Regions from separate parts of the Gasterosteus aculeatus genome. Here region 1 is linked to region 2. A link is a contact called in public Hi-C data. All regions are on one chromosome and are shown on one strand. The core of a region is the stretch at or near the end of the contact, and the rest is flanking DNA. Distances in the headings are between cores, read along the strand shown. Region 1 overlaps cyth3b (cytohesin 3b). Region 2 has its middle 3.7 kb from the start of rac1b.

The links. Hi-C and Micro-C count contacts between places; a contact is called where the count stands out from the background.
Region 1: a contact with region 2 is called in a Hi-C map of tail fin, with 5 times the contacts expected there. The contact joins two enhancer-like sites. A contact is called at or near these places in 3 of 6 Hi-C or Micro-C datasets (skeletal muscle, tail fin and whole body).

What each region holds. Positions count from the first base shown.
Region 1 is chr11:12,132,263-12,135,404 of fGasAcu3.hap1.1, reverse strand. It overlaps cyth3b (cytohesin 3b), which reads right to left. Exons shown (of 14, transcript XM_040191796.2): 14 at 139-2,289. The coding sequence ends at 2,217. Among protein-coding and RNA genes, the nearest start is that of cacng5b, 9.1 kb to the left of the region's middle. Within about 2 kb of position 1,889, at least 1 of the 9 cell types and tissues checked has open chromatin away from gene starts, as enhancers often do.
Region 2 is chr11:12,099,113-12,102,020 of fGasAcu3.hap1.1, reverse strand. No RefSeq gene overlaps it. Among protein-coding and RNA genes, the nearest start is that of rac1b, 3.7 kb to the right of the region's middle. Within about 2 kb of position 1,505, at least 1 of the 9 cell types and tissues checked has open chromatin away from gene starts, as enhancers often do.

The DNA.
Region 1 (3,142 bases), core at 640-3,139, 33 kb before region 2:
CCGTTTACCGCGTTGGACCCATCACTGTTGTTCTGCTCGATGGAGGATGGCCTGAGCGTTCACTGATGACATCTAAAATATCTCTCACACATGTAGGTCAAGTCAGGCATGAATAATAAATAGGCCGTACATCTGCTGTAAGCTTTATGTATATTTTATGTAGATACACGTAATGTACAACGTGACCGATAGCTTTTACAGAGAGTATAAAAGTTAATGTAACTATGAGCCCACGCGGGGCAGTAGAAGATAATATTCTGCCCTGACCACAAGGCTTTCATTTTTATTTTACAATCACATAGAAAACTACTGGTGTTTATAGTTTTTTTGACATCATCCTCATTGATAGAATTAGCATCATCATCATCATTAACATCAAACATCATTTTCACTAGAATCTTTATCATCATCATAAATACAACCTTCTTTCTCACTTGTCAGTCATGGCTTTTTAAGGAGCATCGTCCCGGCTATCGACCAGTATCATCTTCATGTTTTCTTATGATTATGTTTAAGGCTTTTGAAAGAAGACCCCGAACTTCAGCAAAAGTCTGCCTGTTGGCTCAGACATGTTACACAGAGTGTGCATACAACAACAAAGTAACCAGAAAAACCTACACATTATATATCCACACACATACATAACTTAAGCATACATTGTTTAACATTTACAGATAGTATTAAACCATTTCACAAATTAAAATAAATACAAAAATTATAGTTGGTTATTATTTATATGCTTTTTTTTTTTAAAGAGGAACACAAAAGCAAGCAGGAATTCTTTAGGATTACGAACCAACTGCAAACAGGATCACAACAGCACATTGACCTTCACTCATATAGGCCACAGACAAGAGGAGAAAAAGCTTAATTGGACTGGTACCCCATTGGGCCGGTGCGTCGCCGTAGATAAAGCCTGCGTGGTGGACTTTTTAAAAGTTGAAGTCCTTAAGAAACCCCATTCTGACTTCCTTTCTGGTCAGCATTCAATCTGCAATCGCCAATATATGTTTCCACATTCTGGAAGCAGCTTTTAGATATTACTTTTCATTGGCAGCTGGATCAACATGCCCCAGGGGTTCACAGGAAAACACGCATGCATCTGATCCAGCATTACTGTGTTGAATTGTATAACATGGATATCTGCCACATTGTTATTGGCCTCTGATTCTTTTCACATTTTGGAACAAGAGATCAGAACATGAGCAGTAAATCAGATTGCAGTTACAATTATTGACTTTTTTTTTTTATTTTATTAAACCTCACTGGCTGTTGCCTTCTTTAAACCAAGGTTATGTCACCAAATCAACCTGTGCTCACTTCTCATACGGATTGCGACTCCAAGTCCAAAACGCAAATATTATCTCAGACCTCGGCAAAAGCTCCTTTTCTAAGCAACTAAAACAAAAAAGTATGCACATTTTCAAAAATTCTCTGCTGCACACAAATGAGTGAAATCAGCCCAGCTGACTCAAGCCTGTGACACGTCTGTAGGAACCTAAATGTAAGCCAGCACCGCTCTCTGAGCTTACTCTGAGACGGCTTCAGCCACGTGGCAGAAGAATTCAGCACCTGAGTGAGACGACGGCGACACGTCGCAGGTGAGCTTATGCTGCGCAAGATCGACTCGCCGCCTCCCAAACATGTCCGCTTGTCTCCTCTTCCCACAACTCCAGCCTCCAGACGTCCCCACTCATCCTCACGTTGCACTCGGGCTTCGAATTAGGACGTCTTCATAAAGCACAGTGGTCGGAGCGCTCGCTTCCGCACCCATAATGTAGATACTGTGTGCACTGATAGCATGCACACCACTGCATATATATACACGCACACACACACACACACACACACATACATACATATTGGCCTATAATAACCCACATACATGCATTTGCACCTGAAACGTGGCAGTTGTGCTTTAGGGAGACCTGGAACATGTAATGACCATGAGAGGGAGAGGTAGGGGGTGTGCATGAGATGGAGGAGAAACAGATCGGCCCGGTTGGTTGTTTGGTGTGTGAGAGAGTCGGCGGATCAATCCCCTCAGTGGGCTGTGTGATGTCTCCCCAGCGAGGGCACATGACTTGTGGAGAGTCCAGGAGAGACACTGAGGTTTGTGTAATTGGGGTTTTGGCATCTCTCCGGGGGGCGTGGTTTGTGTCGTGTGTTCATCAACGGATGGAGGGAAAGACGGGGGTCAAGAAGACCCTCCCGCTTCATTTCTTGTTGGCGATGCGTCTCTTCCTGGTGGCCAGCATGTCGTAGAAGGGGTCTCGGCTAATGCTGGCCCTGGAGAAGAGGTCAATCAAAAGGACAGTGACAAAATAAATAATACGGTAACATGTGATGAGGGTCTTGAGCATCTTTGATATGGAAATGTTGGCACATTTATACAAACCCCTTCTTTAGCTAGATCATCAAAAAAAAAAGAGTTTGTGCAACGACCTAGTTTGGTTTCCATGGTTTCTGAAGAGGAACCCTCCTGCTCACTAGTTCTTTCTTGGTACTCGGGTTGGCTAAAAGACACAATCCCAAACTTCCCCCCTCACTACTCTGAAGGTTGAAAGGTCTGAAGGAGGGCGAACAAATGTGCTCAAGATGATTGACTCTTTTCGCTGGCCCTTTTTTCCTGCAGCGATGCAAAAGGCAGAGCACAATGAGAGCAAGTGAATCAGGAATCCATTCGGGCTCCACCGAGGAGCCCAGTTTCACGGCTGCTAAATCGCGTTAGCACCAGCACAAAGCAAGAAGAGGCTCAACCCCCCACTGCGGATATCTCCGATTGCCTTTGCGACGCCACGCGCTGGAGAATGAATCTGTATTTGATGACTATCCTGCTTTTCTGCACCACTCGTTGTCATTTTACACAACCCAATTTCATGAAACAAAAGCCCAACTGTGAATCCGAGCGAGGCTCCTGTGACTAATGCAAAATAACATTTCTGCCCTCAACAAAATGTAAAACCTGATGAAACTTTCACTAACAGATCACATTTATTTATGAGCCCACTTTCCCCATTGACCCAGTTCCTCCACCATCATCGGGCTCTGTGGGGTTTTGACTCAAGTCGAGCAGATGCAGCGTTGCCTCTGTGATCATCTCCACAAAATCACCATTTCCATAAAACCCCTTTCATCTCCA
Region 2 (2,908 bases), core at 256-2,755:
ATCATGGTCCACATTAAGCTGTCATGTCAAATGCAGCCGACCGTTTACACAAAAGCGTTTCACTTATCATCGTATTTAATATATTGATGCTGCTAGAAGAAAACGATGCGCTCGTGTCTTCAGTTTGTGTGACAGTCCAACGCAAAGCCGGTGGTTTCATTTACTAAGAGGCCTAAACTCAAATCAAATTAATCTTTTTGAGTGATGTTTGCTGCTATGCATATAACAAAAACTGCACTCCAACACGTAATGCAAGAAGGCAAGTCTTCAAAAATAAAAAATAAGTAGGGGAACAAAATAATTCTCCCAAACATCTCTAAAAATAGTTGGATATTTAAATGCTCTTTTGCCTGTATGACCTATTTTGTTCACATGATATGACTGCAGCAAATACACAAGTCTCCCTCCTGCACATTTCCCTCTCTGCTTCCTCTCCCTTTTCTCCTCCCCCACACACGCTCACTCCTTTGATTCAGTTTTGAGGTCAGCTTGCAGCTCATCTCAGCACCTGATCTCTTCCTTTTTAAACACTTTGCATTTACGCCTCTTGTCCCCCCTCCTCCCCCCTTTCACAGCCTTCAAATGAAAGGTCTATTGAAGGAAAGTGCAAAGAGGACGTTACACAAAGTAATGACAAAACCCCAAACTGAGGTTGAGGGGGTTGAGCATAAGTCCCTAAAAGCTTCAGAGATCAAATCATGTGGATTATTGTTTGATTACATTTAGCATTCGTAATCCATTCTTTATGCATGGACATAATGACTAAATGTTTATTATTTATAAACTGGCTGATGGACATCCAGATAGAAACGCTGTTTGTTTACCAAATTAAAAAAATCTAGATGTGACATTAAGCAGCAAATGTAACAGTCTGTCCTCATTTACACAGAGTTGTGATCTAAAGACTCAACTGTGTTCTGGAGTCTCTCTTGATTGGTTCGTACTTAAACTTCACTAACTAAAACTACACCTCTTCTAATTGATATCGGAGGTTTATGACGTTAGTGCAGGCTTTGTGACTATTGTGACCAAAAGGCCACTTCTGCCAGCTGTCACTCATTCTTTCCAAATACTGAATTACAAAAACTCACCCAAATGAATTGGTTAAAGTTCATGAATAATGTCTCTGGAATTAAATACGCTGCATTGCAGCTTTAATTGAATCCCTGCCTTTCGCTGCATCATCCCTCTTTCACACTCACTCAAATAAAACACGCGTGAGCTGCCGCAGACGCCAAAGGCTGAAACTCTTGTTTTTTCACCAAAAGACAAAAACAGAGTAGTGATGACCCGACTTATCTTTCATCTATAGATCTCTCCCCCCTCTTTTGCTGCCAGTCCTCTATGATAACCCCTAATGGAATATGTTTCCCCCTCGCAAATCCCACAGAAATAAATCCTCTTTTTTCAGAACAAGTGGGTGGGTAAGGGAGGGGGGGGGCAGTGGGGTTCGTCTGTCACACGGAGGAATACAGTTGCCTTGGCAACCCCCGATGGTTTTTCCTCCGCAGCCTGGCAGCAGAGTGACTGGTTGGGGTGAGTTTGCTGAGGATGTCTTACATGGAGCGAGGGTGTCAGCAATCTTCTCAAAAGTAGTGCACATTATAGTGAGGCGCCAAATGGGTCTGAGATGAATTTATTATCAGTGATGTTGCTTTAAATTCGGAGATGGGTCACATGTGAATTTTTAATTGATGTGCATCAGATGACGGAGATGGAAGGGGAGTTTACATTTTCTTTCCAGAAGTAGACTTATGGACGAACGACGTTGGGGAAGTGTTAAGGAAGAAAACAGATATTATAAATCATGACCAACGGTTGCACAGCAGTAGAACAAACCCTTTCACAGATGTCCTGACTGGATATATTTTTAACACATCAGTATAATTACTGCTTCATTATTCTCCCTTGTTCCTTTATGATGACATACAGGCAGGTGGATCCAGCAGTGGCAGGATGCTTCCCCCGTGTGAACAGATGTGGTACTGCAACCGCTCCTGCAGAAGGACGTCTCCAAATGCACGTCTCAGCTACGACCAAGAGGGGTCGGGGAGGTGACGCTAAACCCATACAGTCGAGGGTTCAATATTAGTAACTCTCAGGCAGCTATACAACTTAAAGAGACACCTTTTTTCTTTAATCTGGATGTAGGCTGAGAGACTTGAGAAGTTGAATTGTACAAGTTAATGTCTTTGTGAACTGTAGAGAATATCTGTGGGATGAAAATAGACCTTAGTGTTGACTGTAAGTATGGGATTAGGAGCAAGAAACACCGGATTTGAATACCCTCTCATAGATAACTGTAATGATTCATTGTTATATTTTATTCTCTTTGCTGGGTGTGCAGTGTGGATATTGATGACATTTTGTTCTACTTGAATTCCAACTACCCAAATAACAGGAGATAAGAAATTACAAGAGAAATTGAAGGTGAAGACATGTGATGCAAGAGGGGCTGGTTGTATAAACTGTAAGAAAAAGCTAAAAAAAGGTATTTCAAAATAGCCTTAACAAATGTGACAAAATATATTTTAATACATTATAAGGGCACTTTAGCAAACCTAGAAAACAAATGAAAGGTCATCAGAAGGACAGGAAAGGCTGAGAATTGTGATTTCATTCAATTATTACTACTCAGCCATCCTTACTCTCAGCTGTGACCCCCCCTACTCGCTCATCTCGCCACACACTCTTTTCAAGAAATAAAAACAGATAGATACATTTTTCACCCACGCTTTTTACCAGATATGCAGAACGACTAACAACGAGTGAAACAACACGTGTGTGTGTGTGTGTGTGTGTGTGTGTGTGTGACACACCGAAGAAATGCACTGATTCCCAATCAGACTGCACTTAATAACGGACTGTAAATGTTGCGTAGTGACAGCTGTACCGCTCGCCTGTAGAC